3 separate regions of the Drosophila melanogaster genome follow, and regions 1 and 2 are each linked to region 3. The links are chromatin contacts, called in public Hi-C and targeted proximity ligation maps. All regions are on one chromosome and are shown on one strand. The core of a region is the stretch at or near the end of the contact, and the rest is flanking DNA. Distances in the headings are between cores, read along the strand shown. Region 1 holds the start of tx (taxi). Region 2 holds the start of CG5455. Region 3 holds the start of Ald1 (Aldolase 1).

Region 1 (3,790 bases), core at 1,049-3,548, 180 kb before region 3:
TGCTACCGTTGGCAGCTATTATTTTTAGCCGGCCTGCGGCAAGTTCTTATTTGTTATTTTACCCATCTCTTTTTTTGCCGTCTTTTGATTTTTTTACGCTTCTTTCCTTTTATTTCGTTTTGTTTTTTCTTCTGTTGATTTGTTGCCATTGCTTTGGCCAAATGATTTTGTTTGATTTTCCATTTACGTTGAGTTTGTTTATTAAAATTGGCACACACTGCGTATGTGTGATGTGGCCGTGTTTACATTCACCGTCTCCCTTCCACCACCGTGTGGATAAATACGAATACGTATGAGTTATATTTTGATAGCTTTCTGTGTGGTTTTGTATTACCCATCGGCTTTTGATTTGCTTGATTTTTTGACAGGTCTCTGGCATTTGCCTACGACTAACTTTTATTTTTCTTGATTTATTCCTGCTATTGTTATTGTTTAAGTCTCTTTGCAAGGAGGGGCGCTGGCTTTTCCCACATACGATCGAGATTTGGGTCAGGGGGACAGCAAACAATGAGGTAGGCAAGTATATATAGGGTAGCAATAGACTCATGTGTCCATAAACTAATTTAATTTTAGATGCACCTTTCCATGGCAGAAAAATCATTAAAATTTGACTCGATTAATGCGTGTATTTTTGGCGAATTTTTTTTTTGTAAATCATAAAATATTTATGACGAATAACATTTTTTAATCATGTATTGAGTCAGCCCATGAGATGCTAGTTTATTTTAGCTTTCGACAAAATGAATAATATATTAATATATTAAATAAATAAATGCCAAATTAAAATCGGCGATTGACTGGCTGCCAGAAACCAATTTTACTCGATTATTTGGGCAAACATAGTGCTTGTTGCCGAATGGTATGGCGAAAATGAAAGTAAATAAATAAATGCCGGCGTTGATTAGCACATCACAGATTTAAAGTGAGTGGCAGGTTAAGCGGGACTCTCATTGATGATGAGAATTCACAGCTTTTGTTTGCACATTAATTAAACTGTTCCCCCTACTTTGGTCGCAAACAAACGCAGCCAAGTTGCTGCTTCCCTTCGGTAACCTTTGAAAATCAGTTGACAACTGGCTGTCGTCGCCGTTTTCCCTGCTGAGCAGCTCGAAAACATTTTCCCCTGCACACATCTGGCTTTTCAACACCTTGGACAAATAAATGTTTCAGAAGTTTCTTAAAAGCCCGCCCTGCCCCATCTGCCAGCCACTAACGTGATTGGACAGAGGAATGCCTTTTGTCTATTTTTATTGGGGCGGCAACAAGAGATCGGGCAGATCTTCTATATCTTTTCTATATCTGAACGCTTATGTCTGATAAATGGCGGCGGTATATTTACCTTTTTGATTTCATAAATCCAACAATGTATGGCTGCGGGATTGGTCTTTCAGGATGATTTGAATTCAGTTGTGCACTCTGATTAAGATTTGTTGATGTTTTTATTTTAATTTTTGGTTCATTAAAGTTGCGCCAAAGTATGCAAATTGAAATTCCGACAACGCGCTGTCTAATTAGTCACCCAACTAATTTTGATATGCGATCTTTGTTTGAATTTTGTTTTGTTTGGACTTTTTTTTATTCTTTTCGGATTTAAAGTTATTAGCTCATGCATAAATTTGGCATGTTAACACAACAAAAAAGGTTTGTTTTCAGTTTTTATTTCCTCAAAAACTTCTGGAACTTGTTTTGGTTTGAATTAATATTGCGGTGGTTGTGGTTGTTGCGGTTGTGATTGCGCCGCTGGTTTAACTATTGATAATAACTTCGGTACGGTTTTCGCGCATTCTTGAGTTGTGTTTATCTTGGGCCTGCTGGAAAAGCCTCGAAGAATGGATTTTCCGTGAAAACGTGCAAGCCGCGTGTGTCAGTGCGGCGGTACTAATGTGTGCGGCGGTGTGCGTGAGGCCGGTTGCTAAAAATATCTATGAGTGCGCGTCGCTCGCGTTCTGTGTATCTGTATCTCGGAATCTGTATCTGTATCCAATATCCCGAGATGGCATACGAAAATACACGGAGAAAATGCTGCGCTGCGTCCGCCTGCTGCGCTTGTCGGCTGTGCACTGAATAGATATATCTCGCGGATCGCTGGGATGGTCTGACTTGGTTTGGCTTGGGATGCGGTGGCAGCTAAATCAGCTGACTACTGCCCCCAGTTGGCTTTGACTCCGTTAGCCAGGTTAGCGGCTCAGGTGGGCGGCGATGGCAGTGGAAGTCGGACTTTTGGCTCACTTGTCCGCTGCGCTGAGCGTGCGGCGCGCTATTGGAACGATCAATGAATGAAATGCCGCATTAAAAGGCAGCACAGTCTCGTTTTCTCAGCGACGACCAATAAACCGAGAAACCCACTGGCGCTCGCCAACGCCAACACAAAACAGCCCAGCGCACAACACAACACAACACAGCACAGCTCAGCACAAAGTCATTGAAGAGAAACCAGTTCTCTCTTTCCCCAAATATCCACATCCACCCGATGTGTGGGTGCTTTTTGCGTTGGCCGGATCGGATGGGATCGTATCGTATCGGATCGTATCGTATCGTACTGTATCGCATAGTACGGTCCCAGTTGGTCTTTGGCGCACTCTCTTGAGTGATTTCCGATTCGGATGGATTTTCGGTTTCGTTTCGAGTGTTTTGAGTGCTACCACGAGTACGCGTAGACGGCCCCCTGAGATTTCGTATGATCTAATATCGCCAGGCAGTTATTTATTTAAATTTATTGCTAATTTTATTTGCTGCTGCAGCAGCGCTTGACATTCATTTGTACAAGTCAGACATTGCTTGAGCTCACTTGAAAATAGTTAAAAATGTTTATTCGCCTTTGATTGAGATGGTATCAGCTACCAAAGCTTGACTTGTGTCGGATCTCCATTTTTAAGGTTGAACTTTGGTTGCCAGACCATAAATGATACTCATTCTTGGTATTTATTTGGATCAACTTGGATTTCGTGGCGAATTATGAGGCACGTCGAAGTAAAGTTCAAGGAAATCTCCTCATTTGTTTGTCATTTAAGTGTTTTAAGAATGGATGGTGGAATTTTGTTGTTTTAACTTTAATTCATGACAAGTATTTAAAGTATTTCCTGTAAGATAATATAAATATATATAATAACAATTCTTCGAAACGTGGTGTTCAGTAATTTTCAGCAATTTAAATTGTAATTAAAATATTTTTGATGGGTATCTGATAGCCGACGCTTTTGACTCCTGTCCATATATTTGGATTTTATAATTTATTCTAATTCGTTTCGATCAGTTTCAGTTCAGATGTATTGGGTGTGTGCACTTCTCAAGTTGTTTTCACATAGCGTCTAATTTCAAAGTGCTAAGCTGATTTCAAAGTCACAATTCAGTTGTTGGAACCCGATTTTTTTTTATTTTTCAACAAAGAATATTGTTTAGAGTCATGTTTGTATAGTTTGTTTTTGCTTGCATTTTGTTGCTTCGCAAATAATTATAATTAACTGAAACAGGCAAATAATTGCAAAATGGATTTGCTCCTGCAGGCAAAACAAGTTGTTTTCTCATTATTGTAGCTATGACGACATACCCGGCTTAAATCTCGAGTTTGCCCCGATATACTCATATACGAGCATTTGTGAATAAATGACTTCGGGCAATAGACCGATCGACTCTGTGACTGACTGGCGATTAATTTATCTTTGTGCTTCTGTCTTCTGTCTGAAGGCGAGTTCGTCATCGTTTGTCGTGTTTTGTTCTTGAGTAAATAAATCATGATGACAACAGTTAAATTTGATTATGATTCTTTTTTTTTTCATGCCCAGAAAGCATA
Region 2 (3,924 bases), core at 58-2,557, 200 kb before region 3:
GTAATGTAATAAAAAATTTGTATTTTTTATTATGCTTTATAGATTTTTGGATCATATACTCCCTAATAAAACGTGGGTTCAAAAGATTCATTTTAGCTAACCTGTCTGTACATAGCTAAATCGTTAAATAAACAAATTGTTTAAAAGGAAAAAACCCGCGTATGCAAATGAGTTCGAGTTTTCCTTGTTTTTCTCTCTGTAAGAGAGCTTCTCGCTTCGCTGCTTTTCCCGCGGTTGCTCACACTCGGTCTCTCAGTGGAAAACCGGCAAATGAGAGCAGAGAGCCCCATCATTGTCTCAAAGACTCCCCCAAAGAGCGGGATTATTCTCGGACAAAAGCTGCTGAGGCCCGCTGTGGTTTTGTATTTCTTCATACATACATAGACGACTAAGGTGTCTTAAACGCAAAACAACAACGACCGAAAACAAAACAACACGTGTGGGGGGCGGGGGGTGGTGCCCAAGGGGGGCTAGGCGTGCTGAGGGGGCGTGGGAGTTGTAACTTTAAGCCGCGGAAGCCTTAACCTTCACTACGCGTGCCCAGATAAAAATGCGCTTGAAGAGGTAATGAAACGAAAATGAAAACGAAAACGAAAAGAATCGGAAAAGGAGCCATAATTTGTGAACTTTAAGGCCGCGAACGTGTTTCGAGTTCCAGATTATCCAGTGCACTCCCTTGTATGTATATATACATACATATATATATTTGTCTATATATACCATATATAATTTGTGTGTGGGGTGAGCCAATTTGTCGGGGCAATTCGCACTGTAACTGTGATGAGTCCATTTGCCAAAGGTTTGTCAAGTATTAATTGAATTATTCACAGAGCAAAAAAAAAAGACAGAAAATTCACACCTGCGCCACATTATAGCCATTTAAATTTTAATCGGCTTGACAACTGTTTTTTGTTTGTCCGGTTAATAGTTAATAAAGTCTGCCAAAGGGAACCTTTGTTGTTGTTTTTTTTTTTTTGAGGGGTATATGGTATATGCTATGTAGCTGCCGTGATTTATTGATGGGCACTGAGAGACGGCACTTGCAGATATATTCAAGAGTTCTTTTCGAAGAACATTTCTTAATAGGCATTTATCGTGCGTCTATATATCAAGTATATATGCGATGGATCCGACAAAGCACGCTCACTCGCACACACACTCATTCGCATACACACTCTTGAACTTACACACTCGACAACAACAAAGCTTCTGGCGTTACGCGAGGTTTTTTCGAAAAGCGTTGCGAATCCGAGAGGAGCGAAGCGAAAATCGCGTCCGCAGCGTTTGGACGCTCGGCAGCAACTATTGTGCTATTACAAAAATACACGCTCTCGAGAAATCTCCAACTAGAGCCCTCCCACCCCCCAAACCCCACACACACATACACACACTCACGGCAAATATCACAGCTAACTGTGTGTCAACAAAAGTTTAGCAGCAGTTCGCGTTGCTAAGCTTTTCATGCGGCAAAGAGAAAGCATTAAGAGAATTTCCCCACGTTGAAAATTTAATCAAGAGAGCTCCATTTTAATGCCAACGGAGCTGCCAACTTATCGCTGTGGAGCCCGCGTATTTATTATCCATTCAAATATGCCATAGTGTAGCTTATACAAATATATCAAAATATATCGAGCACTAATCAAGAAAATAGCAAATGCTAGCTTATTTGGAAGCCTACAAACAGCCTTAAAATATTTTCGTGCAGATGTCATGTTAATTAATATAAAATATTCAAAGGAGCACAGAGTTTCAGCACTATTAAATTATACATCAAATTTGTAATAAAAATGTTGTGCAAAATGCAGAAGAGATAATGCAGAAATGCGAAGAGATAAATGTTTCAAAAGTATTTAAAACTCACTGCAGTTTCTTTTGTATCTCACAACATTTTAATGTAAAAGCGTAAGCATGTGGTATTTTCATGATTAACGCTCGGTGTGTTTGCAATCAAATTATAGACCTGCCCCTTGGGGTCTTACAAATCTGAGCTCCCGGAGCAGCGGCGCAGCCACTTGAATGCTGGCAAGTGACTGCCAAAAAAATCGATTCCCTAACGTCTGGCGTTAGTGCCAAAAAAGTGCCTCATTCACGACGAGTCCGAGCTGGAGGACGAGGAGCTGGAGGAGCTGCTGTCCCCGGAACTGGTGTCGCTACTACTTCCGCGGTGCTTCCTGCGCCTGGCCTTCTTCTCGTCGATGACCTCGTAGCTGGGCAGAGTGGAGTTGCTGGAATCGGAGCTGCTGCTGCTCGAGCTGCTCGACTCCTCCACGACTGCCTCAATTTTGCGGGATTTTCTGCGGGAAATCGGATCATAAGTCAAAGGATAACCAGCCAAGTCCCGAGATATTACCTACTTCTTATCGTTTTTATCCGCGTTCTTGCGCTTCTGCTTTTTGGCCAAGTCGCAGTCACTGGGTGAACTGCTGCAGGTGCGCTTGGACTTCTTGCCCTTCTTGTCCTTGCGGCGAGTGTCCTTGTCCGTGCCACTCGCCTTCGTGGAGTACAGATTCTGCGAGCTGGCCGTGGAGTAGCCAGTATCCTTGCGTTTGCGCTTCTTCCTGGAATCAGTGGGTTAATCTAAATTCTCTTTTTAATGTCACAGTTGAGCTCAAGACCCACTTGTCCTTCTTGTCCTTCTTCTTTTTACTGTATACCGCCTCCTGCTCCGCATAGTCCTTGTCCTTGGCCCTATAAATAGTTGATGCAGTTCATTAAGGATCTAAATTACATCCACACCTACCTTTTGATCTTCTTTTTGACATCACCACCCCTTTCGTTGGATATCATGTAAATGCTGTTCTGATCAGCATCCTGCACTTTTCGACGAGATTGAAACTGACGTGACTTGGCCATTCGACTTTCACGCCGATTTTTCCAGAACTCGGCGTTGACCACATATAGCCGATAAAGCTGCAGGATGATCACCAACGAGTTTTTGCCTAATAACATATATGTAAGTAATAAAATTACGCATAAAAATATTTATAATACGTACATGTAAAGAAGACGTTCATGTAGTTAATGATTTTGTACTGGAAGATAATCAGCAGGCGAAAGGTGAGGAAGGGCGCATCCTGCAGGATCACATTGAGTACGATGCCCCAAACATCAATGCCACAGCAACAGTTCTGGCAACAGTCTGTATGTCTGCAGAATAAAGATTCCCATGATCATTTACATTTTAATAATAAAATGATTAAATATACGCACTCCTCCTTGTGATGCGATCCACTGCCTCGTGGTCGTCGTCCTCGAGTGGCGGACAGCACGATGGTGAACTGCATGAGGCTCCAGGACCATATGCCCAGTGTAAGGAAGACCAGGAATCCAATCTTTGCTATCGAGTCATCCTTGTAGGAATCGAAAAATTCAATAATATCCGCCGCCGTGCCAATGTAGACCAGGAGCAACTGGCTGAGCTGATCCCTGGTTAGATCGCCCTTGGGCAGCAGCCAGCGACCAACGATCAGGATGAGCATGAGGAACTGCTCGATGAGGGTTGTCCAAGTGTCCGGGGTCACCGAGAGGGTGACCCCGGCCTGACCCAGCAGAGTGGCCACCGGTGGCACGCCACTGCTGTTGGTGCTGGTGATGAAGATGGTGGTGTTGCCCACGGGAATGCTGTAGTTGCTCGGACTGTAGACCGTCGAGTTGGTCGATGTCATGTTGCCCACCCGACGTGCTACCTTGTCCAGCTCCAGCAGCCATATCGCCGGCACAATGCTGCTCAGGTAGAGGAAAACCGAGGGGCAGAACCTGCGGACAAAGGACACAAATGAGGTGGCACAGCCGAACGGCCAAAACAAACAACAAGTCTGAGTGATGCGACGAAAGGTAAACAAGAGTCAAAAAGACTCCATCCCCCACGAAATTCCATTAAAGTTTTTACTAGTACAAAGTGTGAGGTGGACAGCTTACACTTGA
Region 3 (4,076 bases), core at 983-3,482:
GAGGAAAAGGTAACAAGCATTTATAAATGCCGCAACAAAAGCTAGTGAAATGTGAGCCGGAGACTGGTATGAATTTCGAATTTTGGTTAAGCTATAGCTACTGGGGCGTGGCAGAAAAAGGGGCGGATTAGGTTCAAAGCAAATTGTTGCGGAAGGCAGGAATCAACATTATCATCAGCAAGCAGGATGCTGTTCAGTCGGTTATGGGATACTCATTCTCATTTTGGGCAAATGCAGATGAGGACGAGACAAAACACAGACACAAGTTTAGGGAAGGGGAGGCTTTTCCCTGTGTGTGTGTGCGTGTGTTTGTATATGTGTGGGTGGAGGCGTGGGGGAGTGTTTTGTGTCGCCTTCCGCATATTAATGAGCCAAGTGCCACAAAGCCAAGCTAAACGCGCTCTCATCAATTGCTCAATATTATGACTCTGGCTGGCAGAAATCTGCATACGAAACCCATATTGGTATGTATGCTGAATACTCAGCAAGCCCCGGGAAAACTATTTTGCATTCTTTGTTGCACACATTCTTTTGGTTTTCGTGAACTCTTATAAGAAGAAAAATGGAATTTAAGAAAAAACTATTTCAAATGTCCTTTAACAAAAAGACTAGATAAATAGAAATATAGTATAACCTAACTATAGTTGATCAAAAACTTTTCTAGCTATTTTGCCCTAATCTTTAATCTTGCCATTTATTGTAAAGCAAAAAAAAGGGTTCCATCAATATTAGTTTTAGAAATGAACATTTTTCTGTAGTTTTTTGAAAGATACTTTATAATCTGATCTACATCAACTTTTAATGAGTATACCAAATCGAACCAAATCGTTTCTTACCAAAACTGGGAAAACAATTTATCATTCTTCTGAACCACAAATTCACTCCTCTTTTTCGTATCTCCTCTTTAATTTAATATGAGTTAAAACACAGCTGGTGCTTGAATTTCAGACTCTTATGCACTCCACTTTCGGTTCACATAACTAGAATAATCAGAAATTATTTCGCTTTGGCTGCACCACAGTACGTAGCGTATACGCCGCGGTGTACGCGGGTGTGCGAAGGAGACGCGCAGCGCAAGTGGAACGCAACACGTGTTGGGCGACAGGTGCCGAGCGTTTGGCACACAACTCGACCGACCGACGCACGAATTCGAACTGAAAACTGAACCAGAATCCCCAAACGAAAATGGGAAGCGAGTGAGGCAGGCACGAGAACCGAAACAGGACGAAGGACGAAGCCACGAGGCACAAAGAGAGCGAGGACAATGAAGAGCACTGTGGCTAAGGTTCCTTCATTAGGTAAGCATATTATTTCATATATATCTAGCAACTGTATCACTTTAACTAAAGAAACCTAAGCATAGATAGTCTATGAAATATCTAAAATCCTTTAAATGTTATAACCCGTTCCACAGTCATTCTTTTCATTCAGAAAACTGTGCCAAAGTCATATTAGGACATTTTAAAGAGCGAAACGATTTTCTCTTTCGCTCGAACAGATTGTATGGCAGAATAGGGGGATATTTTCTCAAAGTTTGCGCTCTCAATCAGCTGTTTCCAGTGCCAGGGGGTTGAGTCCTTTAACATTGCAGGAGGTCAGGCATGGCGTGAAAGTCGCTTATCCTAGCTGCTGCTTCTGGCACCCCTCGTTTTTGTTGCGCTGCCGCTGGAGCGCCTGATGCTGATGGTCACGAAAAATTCATTGACCGCCCCAAGTAAAGCAGGTCGCTCGTAATTAAGGTTAAAATACACCAAATTAATTATTCTACCCTCTTTTCAATGCATAAGTAGAATAGGAAATGTTGTTGACAGGTTAAAAGATACAAATACTTGCAAAGATAACACTTCATTTTTAATGCTTTTTTATAGTTTTGGGCAAGAAAGCTTGGCAAGACATATAGTTCACTTGATGAGGATGATTTGGGATGACTATATCCAGCAAGACGCGACATTAAGTTTGTGGCACTTTATTGTTTTTAACATTTCAATACTATTTCAATATATATCGTATAGTGTTTGAGATCTTAAGATAAATTATTTATTATGTTAATACGCTTTGAGCACATTTCATTTAAATTTTTACCGCCCAAACGAAAGCTAAAGCTTCTCAAAGCTGTCTAATAAGTTTTACAGCTTATCTGTTAGGTTCCATCCCCCACTAAAAGCTCCCAGAATGAGCTTTATTTTGGATACCTTTCGTTTGGGGATCTGGGAATTTAAAGCGCTTGGCTCAGTCGGTTGCCCAACACCGTCGGCGACGACCTCCAAACAACCTTTTGGGGTCTCGCTCGGCATGTCTCGCTTATTTCGCTTTGGAATTTCACGTTGACGCCGCAGTCAGCGGTAGCAGAGGCATCGGCAGCGGCAGTAGCAGCGACACGGGCCGAAAATAAAAGCGTTAACCGCTCTCCTCCAGTGCAGCAGCAGCAGCGGACCCAGCCAGTAGCCAGCAGCTAATCACCACATCCCAGATTCAGTTTCCAGTTCGGTGAGTGGGCGTCATACGCAGTGAACAGAACCCCTGAGCCCCTTAAAAAAAATTCAGATATTTTTCCCCCCATTGGCGGCAGTGCAGTTGAAAAGTCGCGTAATCGTTCCCATTTCTCTGGGTGTTTCGTAATCCAAATCTACAGAGCAGCAGCGAATCTGTAGGCGTGTTAGTGTTAGTGAGTGCGTATTCGAATATAGTTTAATTATTCTCTAATCTTACCATTTCCGCGTGCTCGCCACTTTTATGACAAGTTCTAGAACCTCGAGGCTCTCGAGTGTTGTTGACCTATGCACCGCGGTTGAAGGAGTGGGGGGGCTACGCGAACTGCAGGCGATAAGAAGCCTTATCGGGTGACTTTTGGCTCACTTTCGTGAGTAGTAGTTTTCTCTACCGGCTCAACCGGCTCTCTTACTTTTCATCCGCTCTTTCATTCGAGTTCATTTGCTTGTTGGCAGGCTTTCAACTGCAATTTGTAGTCGCCGCTGCGGTTTTTCTTTATAAATAGTTGGCGCAAATGTTAAATGTATGTACTATACATCGCGATATACATATGTATACTTTCCCATCGCTCTCTCGCTTAGACTTCAATTAGCCAACGTCATCGTAAATTCATCAGATTGTTGACGTCTTCTCATGATAGACGCAATATGCTTTTGTCTATTGCATTTTATACCTACCATTTAATTGAGATTTCAGTGAATGAAGGAGAGCAAACATTTTACCGATAGTTTGTAGAGAGTACATGAGAAAAGAGGGGCAGAAGTTTAAGGGTTGTTTTGAAACCTACAGAAAACAAGTTTTGGTACTCCAAAGGACTTCCTTTCAAGATCAACCTGATTAGGATTTTTAAGAAGAGTTTTGAACATTTAAAACAACCAATTTATGTTCCTTTGATCGTTTATATCAAGCTTTGGGAAATTTTATAATGAATATAATGGAATTATAGGTATACATTCTCATTGTAAAGTATAAGCTAATCGATGAAATAAGACTAGATAAGGTACATTGGCTTATCTAGTAAACAGTTACCACAACAAAGTTTTTGGGGTCACATAATAAGGGCATAGATAGAAGTATGGGAGTGCTCGAAGTTTCCTATTTTCAGACAAGTATACAATTATTACCACCCATGTTTACGGCTAATCAGTTGACGTCAGTTCGTAGTAGTAGTAGTAGTATTATCTCAACTGTTGGATGTTCTTTTGACCCACTGTCTGCGTTCAAGGAGGCCGGACCTAAAATCTCGTTATGATAATGCAAAACCTTTGGAACTAAAACGCAACTGGGGGCTCGTTTTTTCGTCGTTTTCGATTCAAAATTTTCACTGATAGCAAGCTCACGAATACATATAGACGGACATGTGGCGGTTTATTTTTATAAACGGTCTCTTGATAGGAACGTAAATTTATTTTGATTGTTTTTTGTTGTCATGCGTTGGCTGCTCTTCGTTCCTCTTTCTTTTTTGTCATCGTATATATTTCGCCTAGTTTTCGAAACATTTCAGTCTTCGATTGATTGCCGGCAAGTGTAGGTGGGTGTTGTCTGCTGAGTGAATCCGCAACATCTATAGATAATTCTATAGATAA

The links. Hi-C and Micro-C count contacts between places; a contact is called where the count stands out from the background.
Region 1: a contact with region 3 is called in a targeted proximity ligation map of the Kc167 cell line, with 7 times the contacts expected there. A contact is called at or near these places in 9 of 107 Hi-C or Micro-C datasets (the Clone 8 cell line, the Kc167 cell line, the S2 cell line and 4 more) and 1 of 7 datasets of targeted methods (the Kc167 cell line).
Region 2: a contact with region 3 is called in a Hi-C map of the Kc167 cell line, with 5 times the contacts expected there. A contact is called at or near these places in 4 of 107 Hi-C or Micro-C datasets (the Clone 8 cell line, the Kc167 cell line and brain) and 1 of 7 datasets of targeted methods (the Kc167 cell line).

The regions. Positions count from the first base shown.
Region 1 is chr3R:26,439,286-26,443,075 of dm6, reverse strand. tx (taxi) reads right to left here and starts at 2,298. Exons shown (of 2, transcript NM_001300614.1): 1 at 1,340-2,298.
Region 2 is chr3R:26,458,910-26,462,833 of dm6, reverse strand. It overlaps CG5455, which reads right to left and starts at 1,307. Exons shown (of 7, transcript NM_143224.4): 1 at 1,188-1,307. CG14238 reads right to left here. Exons shown (of 7, transcript NM_143223.2): 2 at 3,211-3,756; 3 at 2,996-3,147; 4 at 2,741-2,939; 5 at 2,620-2,688; 6 at 2,355-2,558; 7 at 1,853-2,294. The coding sequence ends at 2,087.
Region 3 is chr3R:26,259,747-26,263,822 of dm6, reverse strand. It overlaps Ald1 (Aldolase 1), which reads left to right and starts at 2,232. Exons shown (of 4, transcript NM_170262.2): 1 at 2,232-2,487. It overlaps CG6154, which reads right to left and starts at 1,161. Exons shown (of 8, transcript NM_143214.2): 1 at 837-1,161. It also overlaps asRNA:CR44321.